Linked DNA regions of Anas platyrhynchos: region 2 is linked to region 1. A link is a contact called in public Hi-C data. All regions are on one chromosome and are shown on one strand. The core of a region is the stretch at or near the end of the contact, and the rest is flanking DNA. Distances in the headings are between cores, read along the strand shown.

Evidence for each region. Hi-C and Micro-C count contacts between places; a contact is called where the count stands out from the background.
Region 2: a Hi-C map of subcutaneous adipose tissue shows a contact between it and region 1, with 2.2 times the contacts expected there. The contact joins the promoter of IFIH1 here to the enhancer-like site in region 1. A contact is called at or near these places in 4 of 8 Hi-C or Micro-C datasets (liver, skeletal muscle and subcutaneous adipose tissue).

The regions. Positions count from the first base shown.
Region 1 is chr7:18,050,546-18,055,431 of IASCAAS_PekinDuck_T2T, forward strand. GCG (glucagon) reads right to left here. Exons shown (of 9, transcript XM_013106301.5): 1 at 2,581-4,886; 2 at 707-803; 3 at 1-129. Among named protein-coding and RNA genes, the nearest start is that of GCG, 5.9 kb to the right of the region's middle. Within about 2 kb of position 2,391, at least 1 of the 8 cell types and tissues checked has an H3K27ac peak or open chromatin away from gene starts, as enhancers often do. A contact at or near this core is called in subcutaneous adipose tissue, where this site is marked.
Region 2 is chr7:18,124,717-18,129,372 of IASCAAS_PekinDuck_T2T, forward strand. It overlaps IFIH1 (interferon induced with helicase C domain 1), which reads right to left and starts at 2,949. Exons shown (of 16, transcript NM_001310811.1): 1 at 2,506-2,949. The coding sequence starts at 2,949.

The sequences.
Region 1 (4,886 bases), core at 1,141-3,640:
GGAACTATGGAAAGCCTTGAGGATCCTGAGATCTGCCTAGCTGCCTCTTTTGCACGGACTTATATATATACTGTTCAGCTCTAGTAAGCATTACCAGAGTGCATCATTGCTGACAGTTTCCTTATTCAACTTAAAAAAAAAAAAAAAGAAAAGAAAAAAAGTCATCATATTTGCTATTCATTTCATTTGATAATTTTACAAGCAATTTCACACATTCATTCTGCTTACTTTATGACATCAATGCTAACATGGATTTGCAAAAGGAGTAAGGTAGCTATGTCCAAAGAAGTAAATATCAAGCAGAAGGGCATTAGGATGATAAACACTTAGCTAAAGGTGCATTGGATTAAGGTAGCAATTTCTCCAGATTCTGATTTGCCACATTTAACATTTAGTATTGAGCAAAATCCTGGTCCTGTGGACATTACTAATATCATTTAAACTAACAGTTTTATCAAGATTTATAAATTTAATACACTGTTAACAATAAACAGCTTTACTACCCCAAAGTGCTTGGTTAATCCTTCAAGTAATCCTGTGCCAATATAATAAGCATGAAGAAATGTAAAGTACAACAAGGATGGCCACTCACCATACATAGACATGTATGGACATACATGACCATGGACAGGTCAAATTTAATGAAAATATTTGGTTACCCTTAGATGTATTATGCCAACTCTATTATATTAAAATTCATACTCACCGAAGAACAGTATGCCAAGCTTTCATTGTAGATTGAGTTTCACACTGTGGCCTACGGATTTATACAAGATAAGCCTTTTGCTCATGTGTCTCCAATCCTACAAGGAAATAATAATAATAAAATACAGGTGTAAGTTTTGTGGCGTGTATGTTCTGTACAACTACTATCAAGATCCTAAAATATTCAATAATAAATGGGGGCAATTTCATGTCTGTGATGGGGCAGCATTGCTGAAGACTCTGTTCAGTGATCTGGTGACCACAGGTAGGAGAGATTGACACAAAACTCGTCAGTTGCCCTTGCAGCTGAAAAAAGTCTGCCACTCATGAATATGGTGATTTTATCCTGTCTATGAAGCAAAAAGTGAGATATCCCCCTTCAAGAAATTCCTACAGAATTTTAAGGACTTTTTGATATATTGTGATAATCCTTTATAAAATGAAAAAGGGCACAAAAAAAAAGAAATATAATTATCATCTATGCATCTATACAATGCATTCCAGGAGAGATATTAAATATGAAGGATTCAACCTTGAGTTTCACTTCTGCTCAAAAGTGGGAAGGGTCTGGAATCATGGTGGACATCTCACTGAACATAAATGACAGCTTATGATCCAGTCTAGAGTGGCCCATTGTCTAATCGTGACACAAAAAATACATACTACAGTACACCTTCTTGTTTTCCCTAACACTGCTCCTTGCAGCCAGCAAAGAATCTTCTTCACTGAGGTAATTTTCTGCTGGTTGACCATAGCCAGATTGGCATAGCCCATATTGTACAGCTGAAGCAGTATATAAACATAATAACCCTATCATTACAGTGGCGAACAAAATTAAACTGATCCTTCCTAGAGTTCTACCCTAAACGCCTTGTTGTATTACACACTCCCAGTACATCCACACTACAGGTGTAGAGAAACACTAGGTCTTAATACTCAGTCTACAAAATCAATTTTAGTTTTTTGGAGTGTTAGTGTGTTTTTTTCTCTGCTCTTGGATCCATGTACTAAGATTCATGGTACCATTTTGTCATTTCTAGCTAAAAAGCAAGTGACTTCTGATGCTGCTAAAAAGTTGAGAGCACTGCTTCTGAGTCTGTCATCGTTGCCTTCACTTAGTTCCTTCAGTCATTTCAGAAAGCCTTACTTGCCCTTTTTGTCTGCCTCCTTTTTAATTACTACTTCATTTTCTCTATTTTTGACATTCTCTTCCCCATGTCCTTTTTCTCCCTGCTTGTTATTGTATTATTTTCTCTCTTCCAGACGTTCAAAGTCATGGAACCCCAGTTATTGATTAGCATAGCATATACAAATTTGCATAGATATTTATCAAATTTGGCTTTTCAGACTTTTTTGTTTGAAATGATCTATTAACAACCCATCTCCATATAGCAACCTTCCCTAGGCAAATACCAGTGTAATATCTAAGACGTGGTACCAAAGGAACCAAAATAAGCCTGGAAATTACCTCATGCTCAAAATCTAATTGTCATCATGAGATGTCAATCTTACTGAGATACTTTTTTTTCAAAATTATGTTTTTAATCTGCTTTCGATTTCCAATGCAAAAGCATATTTTGAGTACAATTCCTACACTAAGTATTAAAAGGCACTCTCTCCACTTGGGCAGCTTTGCGTGTCCTGCAGGAAGGCATGTTCCCCAGCTCTGCAGTACCCCGATACGACAGCAGATGGTGATCAAAGGGCCGTTTAGATCGTGGTTTTTTTTTTTTTTTTTTTTTTTTTCGTCAGAATATGACACAGTTATTTGTTGAAATGGACTGCTACAGATGTTATCTTATTGCATGTTGAGTTAAAGATGCATGGATTTCTAAACAAAGAAAGAAAATAAAAGTAAACAAAGTAAGAAAATACCTTCCCCTCCAGGAAACAGGCACTTCTTTTCTTTTATCTCTGTATATTTTCTTGTGTCAGTTAAAGTTCCTTGTTCACAGTAGGATGATTTCAGGAAGAAAACATATGAGACTCAGTGCACCTCATTGGGCAGGCTATAGCATCTAGCAGGTCATCTAGCATCTACAAGATGACTGCCTGATTACTTGTTTTTCAAGTGATACACATACAATAAAAGGTACAGGAAAGAAGCGAACTGTCATCAAGAACTATGCACTTGTCAGTTGCCATAACTGAATCTAGAGAAATACATATTTCAAGAGCACAGCAAACAAGAAGATAGAAAATTGTAATGACTCTGTGAAACATGCATATGTACACATCCTGAACTAAGTTTTTTCCTTTCACATCATAAAATACAAGTTTGCTCCTCTGGGCAAAAGTCAAGGGCTCAATCCCTTCTGTCTTTTAGTTCATGTATGAGACAGTACTTGCAAATGAATCAGACTAAGAGACAGAATCTAAAAGTAACCCGCCTTCAGGAAAGTTGCATCTTAATGTTTTTCAGGTGTCACTTGGAGACATTAAAAAATTGGTACCTTGGGTTCACTGAATTTGGAGGTGATCAAAGTTTCCTACACCATCATCTCAGCACAAGGTAATGGCTGCTATTAGGGACAGCATACTGCACTTACTGGACCAGAAATCGGGTGGGAAATTACAGATGAGGTAAAATGAGAAGACTTCTTACCACTGAACCTAATGCCCTAGCAGCAGCAATTCCAGCTGGCGTGTTTTTTTTTTTTTTTTTTTTTTTTTTTTTTTTTCCCCATAAAAATAGGACCAATACACTGGCTAACATACTCTGAATATCATACTCTTTCAAGGATGTTTCTTTTAATTCTTTAATTGTTGGTACAAGAAAAAAATATTTAAAAACATTCAAGATTTGAACATTTTAATGAATTAGGAAGTTGCTTTTTGAAGTGAAAAAAAACCAACACTGCAAAATGCTTAAAAAAACCCCACACAATTTCTCTTTTTTTTTTTTTTTCCTGTTTGTTATTGTTCTGTTTGTTTGTTTTGTTTTGTTATTAGCACTTTTACATATAAATCTAAAGAAGATAGGAGAGAGGAGGCTGTATCTTGGGGTGTGACTAAAGGCCCACAGCCTTTTCTTTAGTACATTGCACCAAAAGCCCTTTCTCCATGAGTTCAAAAGCCTTCTCAACCATGAGTTCAGAGGCTTGAATGTGAAGACTTTTTGTTTTCTTATCTTTGCTACATGATAATCAGGCAGAATGGGCCTTCATTCTTCTTCTGGAAATTAGTACAACCTATACATGTAAACACATACAAACATAAAACATATGGAGCATAAATCTTACACACACATGTGTGTGTATGCATGTATAACACAAATGTGTACAATAAGTGTGCAACTCCATGGCTACACTTTGGAGAGCAGGAGTGGCTTTCCGAAAAGAGAGATTAGTTTAGGGTCTCCACACCTTACCACAGCATGCAACTCTATGCTCACTGCCATGGATATCTATGGGTTTGTACCTCAGGAAACAGAGTTATTGTAACTATGCAAATATCCCATACTGTCTACTGACAATAAATTGGAATCGCTCCGTTTGAAATCAATGGAGCTGCATCAATTTGCGCAAGCAGAAGAGCTGGCCAAGTATGTACTAGTTACTTTACACTCTGAGAAGACAATGTTCATAATTGAAAGTAATACCAAATGCTCTTAGCAAATACTATGAATTATTCACATTAAATATAGAGCATTCAAATGACTATGAAATGTACTAAACAGCTGTGCCTTGTAATTAGAACTGACTGGCAAACTGGAAAATATTGAATGTAGTCTGAATTTTACTTGATATCTAAGTAAAATGAGACACTAACCATGTTCTGGATCCTGGCTGGAGTTATACTTGATCTATTAACGATGTTTTCTCTTCAAACTTTTTCTTCTTTGCATACGTAGCAATCTCAAGTGAAGCAAATAATGCAGTTCCATGTTTGAGGCATGAGAAATACTATACGTTCATTGATACATACAGCATGATATTGTTCGTTGATGCATACATACGCACAACATTAGGTAAATGATGAAAATGCAGGTTTGCTTTGCACCTCTACTGTTATTCTGTAAAAGTTAACCAGGATTTATAGTGGAAACACTATACTGGAGTATATATAACACTATAGTGGAGACTTGTAAACAGCTCTGTCTGTGGCTATTTTTTCATTCAGAGAAAATACCAATGCCCTACCTTTAGCGGCTAGTATACCTTGTTTATAAGAGTCTCAAA
Region 2 (4,656 bases), core at 1,699-4,198, 75 kb after region 1:
GGTAAAAATAAAAAAAAACAACTTTGAGACAGAATTTTGGAACAGTTTAGGGAAGTTAGCAAGAATAGTGTAACTACAAAAGTATTTCCCTGTCATCACTAAAACATAGGAACAAACATATATGGTGGACCTGACAAGAATTTTACTCACCAGCAGAGTTTTACTGCATTTTTGTCCAACATCATATAGTTTCTGGTAGTATACATAAAACAAGAGATCTGAGATTTAATTGGAGAGACTGGTGGTACTGGAAATGGTTATAATAACAACCATTATATAATAATCTTTTTTAAGGAACAATAATTGGTGTTCACATTGGTTTAGGAACTAAACCAATTGCTTCTCCTTGCTTAAGGAGAAATAATGCCCTACAGCATATTAGAGCTCACACTTCATCTATAGCATGACCTCATATTTAGAATTGAACATTTCCCTTCTTAAACACTGGCTTCAACTTCCCAATTCTCACTTAAAGATATGATATAAGCACAATACAATAATACAAGATACAATACCCTGTTGAAAGTGACTACTGCCCTCAAAGAAGCTATAGAAAAGTGTTCCAAGGATGTCATGAGCAGAAGTGGGCAGGTGTTCACAACAAAGAAAAGCACTGTTTCAAAAGTGATTAAGGAGGTATTGGGGAGGCATTGGGGAGGCAAGGACAATCCCCAGACATGGACTGTATATCTCGAAACAAGACACTGGAACTCATGATAAGGAAGCGGCAGACGGACAGAGAAACAAATGTAAGGACTATAAATCTCAAAACTGGACATTGAAATTCATTATAAAGATACAACAAATGGAAGAATTAGCAACAACCAGCTCTCGCAATTAAGAAACGTGCCAATTCAGCAGATTCCTGACCAAAGGTGAGAAGTACACTGTGAGGAAGACTCAGGGTCTTCCTCCCAAAGACCCCTGCCCACGTCCCAAAGACCCCTGCCCACAATTCTTGGGAGGCTCTAGGCAGGCGCAAGGTGCCAAAAGGCTAATTAGCATGAGAAGCAAGGGAAGGCGGGGGATAGGTAATGCATATGTATAGGTGCTTGTAGAATACTGATAGATTGATTGTATAAATTCAAGACTGCTTTCCGCTTTGGGTATGCACGATAGGTGGAGAGATCCCCCGTGCATCCAGCGCTGCAATAAAGAATATACCACTTAAAGGAATTTCGGCTTCGATCTTTGAATCAAAAGTACTGCTGCTTGAGACAGGTGTTCAGTCTTCAAGGGCAATTTCCTCAAGGCTCAAGAATCATCCATACTGATATGCAAGAAAATGGGTAGGCATAGCAGCCGGCTCAAGTTTTGCCAAACAGGGTGAAAACCCCCTCACTGAGGCTGAATACAAAAAGAAGGTGTGTGGGCAGTGGGAAGAGAGAAGAGTTAAACAAAGGTGGAATATAGCAGGACCACCCTGGGATGTCATTCATTAAGAAAGCCTAGGCCCTGTCAGAATTGAAACTGGCAAGGGTCTGAAGCGTAACAACTTAAGCTGAAATACAAGCAGCATAAAGATGACCAGGGAACATGTGCACCCATTAAGGAATGGAGCCAATAGCTTCCTAAAAGATTCCTGTCTCCACCTGCTGCATTACCATGCTTGGCTCCCCAGCTCTTGAGGTGCAGCTAGCCCTTGCTGCTTCCTGACAGTCACCAATCAGATGAATTGGTGACTTACATGACTCTCATTTAACTGACATGAGCATTGAAGCACCTAAACAGTTGATGCAAAGTTCAGAGTTCAAGTATGACATAATTCTACCGTTAGTTTGTGAGCTTTTTTCTTATTTCTATGCCAAATTTATCTCTCTCTCTATATATATATATATACATTTCTTCTTCTAGTACTGTTTCAGGATATCAGCTTTTTTACTTTTTTGGTTTCAAGTAAGTTTCACACTAGTCCAGGCAAGCCATTCTTGGCCCAATGGAGTAAACACTGGCAAATGTTTTCGTCAAAGCCATTACCCTTCACTTGCTCTTTCTTGTCAAATTGCTATTTCTGCTCAGCTTCATAGTCTGCTGCTGGGTGTGATATTCCTTAGTGAACCTAAGGCAAAAAATAAAGGCGAGGGAAGGTCTTGTTTTACTTCAAATGTTCCCTAGGACTTTATAGGCCGGCACAACTTTCTGGTATGGTTCATAGGCCAAAAGACACTTAATTATCTCCTGAGCCAGGTGTCTGTCAAAATGATAAGTCACAGTAAAGTTGGCCAGACTCCTTCCACTTACATACTGGTCTATTCTAACTCTCTGCTCAAGGTATTTACTGTCTGCCCCTGGTTGTTAGCTGGCATCCCATCTGCTAGCCAACCTCTTAAGTGTTTAGCAGCTTACCTGGAGCACCACCTGTCTTCTCCCCCAGGTTTGGGTACCACCCTTTAGCTTTTTACACTTACACGAGGCCACCTCTTGCTGTGGTGCCCCACAGCTCCTGGGGGTGGCCAGAGTCTGTGGGACTGCCTGGTGCCCAGCCTGACAGAATGGGCCACTTACCCGTTCCAAGTCCTCCTCCTGGAAAATGTTCATCTGCAGGCACATCTCGGCCACCTGCCTGGCCCGCATCTTATCCACCAAGGTGGCGTGGAGAAGCTGCACCAATTGCACACAGAGGTCGTGGTCAGCCTCCTCGGTGGGCGAGGGCAGCTGGCTGGAGTTCAAGTAGCGGGCAGCCAGGTCGCAGCCGCCGTACTCCAGCGCCTGCACGAACTCAGGAAACCAACCTGGGTCGCGGGGGCCGCGCTCCACGGCGCGCAGCAGCTCCTCGGCCCCCTCCACGTCGCCCCGCTGCTCCGCCGCCACCCGCACCTTCTCCCTATCCTCCCGGCTCAGCGAGGGCAGCCTGTCCAGCACCGGCATCACCCGGATGTATTGCTTCAGCCGCGGCCTGAAGCAGGAGATCATGTAGAGGAAGCACTCGTCTCGGCACTCCGTCGACATGGTCGCGCTGGCGGTGCCCGGGACAGGGTCGGGGGGATACTGCAGGGGTGGCCGGGGAGCGCTGCAGCCGAGGTCCGCCGGCAGCCCGCCCGCAGGTCACCGCCCCGTAAGCCGGCTCCTTTCGAGCCCTTTCGGTTTCGTTTGCGGGCGGCTGCCGAGTGCGGCTGCCCAGCCCCTGGAGGGACGGGCACGGGGAAGTGTCACTCCCAAATGTTTGGAAGGAAACTTTGAACGGGCACCGTGGGTTTAAAGGCCGAGGTTTTGATTTCCAGACAGGGGTTTCTAGCGCTGCTGATTTGTGCAGCTGTGCCTTTCCAGGCTCACACCACGGCAGGCGCTAGACGCTGAGGAAGTGGGGACCCCAGGCGATTGGAGTGGTCTGCCTTCACTGTGCAGAGGGATTAGTCCCTCTGCACAACTCAGACTCGATTATAACTCCTTAAGCTTGTGAACGACACTTCAGTTTACAAAACCCGTGTATCTGATCTTATTCTGTCTCTGGGTCTTCGTCCTCCAGGCTGAACCCAAAACCCGAACTCCAGAACAGGATGAGCTGCTGCAGGCGCTATGGGTGCAGCCCAGCAGGACAGGTTTGACTGCCTGCTTCTCTTGCCCCACCCAGTAGTAATTTGTTGCTGTGAACTGTATCCTACTCAAATGAAGGCATTTAATCTGTGATTCAAATTCTGCCAGTGCCCCCAACCAGGCAAAATTAGAGGTTTTGGGTATCTTTTCGCTGGTATCCTTTGGGTATCCTTTCAGTAAAGAAATTTCTCCTAATATCTGACATAAAATCTCCCCAGCACAACTTGAGGTCATTTACCCTCATCACTTGGTGCATGGGAGAAGAGCCTGATCCCCACCTCATCACAACCTCCCTTAAGGTAATTATAAAGTACAATGAGGTCTCCCCTAAGCCTTCTCCTCTCCAAGCTAAACAACCCCAGCTCCCTCAGCTGCTCCTCACAAGACTCGTTCTCTAGACCCTTCATTAGCTTTGTTGCCCATCTTTGAAGACACATAGGGTTTTAATTCTTTCTTATGTTGTTGTATACTCATCTTGCTCCCTTAGTTTCTGTTTCCCAGTTTGTTTTACTTTCATTTTACTGCTTGCTATCCCTTCTGTTTCTCTCAAGTTTCACTCTTCATAATTTTTGATTACTGCTTTACCCAAGTTTCATCTGAAAGACTTTTGGAGAAAGCCAGTCTGCTTTCTGCCCCCCTGTACTTCTTCTGCTGTCATTACTTTCTTTAGATGACAGGCCAGGGTTTTGTTTCACATGTTGCATACATAGCAGTGACAAATAAGGCCCTGTGTATTTATACCAGAACAGTGCTTTACAGGCTCAAGGAGTTTGCAGACATCAGAAGGGAACTTATTTGGATTTAGAGGGACAAAAAGACCAACATTACTTGATGTCATTCCTGCTGCTAGGCTGAACAAGTAATGTCTGACCTGCCCTTCTGCTGTCCCCTAGCTGGATGCTTGCACTCCTGCCCGCTTTGGCCATTGCCGAGCCCTCTGTCCCTTCCAAACTGGGCTGATACCAGCCACGGGACTGATAACCACAGCCTCCAGTAGAGTGCCATGGGCAGCTCCCAGCCCAGTGGGAAACCTAACCCACGGCTGGGGGGCAGCCTCACGGCAAAGCTTAATCCTCACAAGGCTGGAGCACCTCTCGATGAAGAAAGGTTGAGGGAACTGGG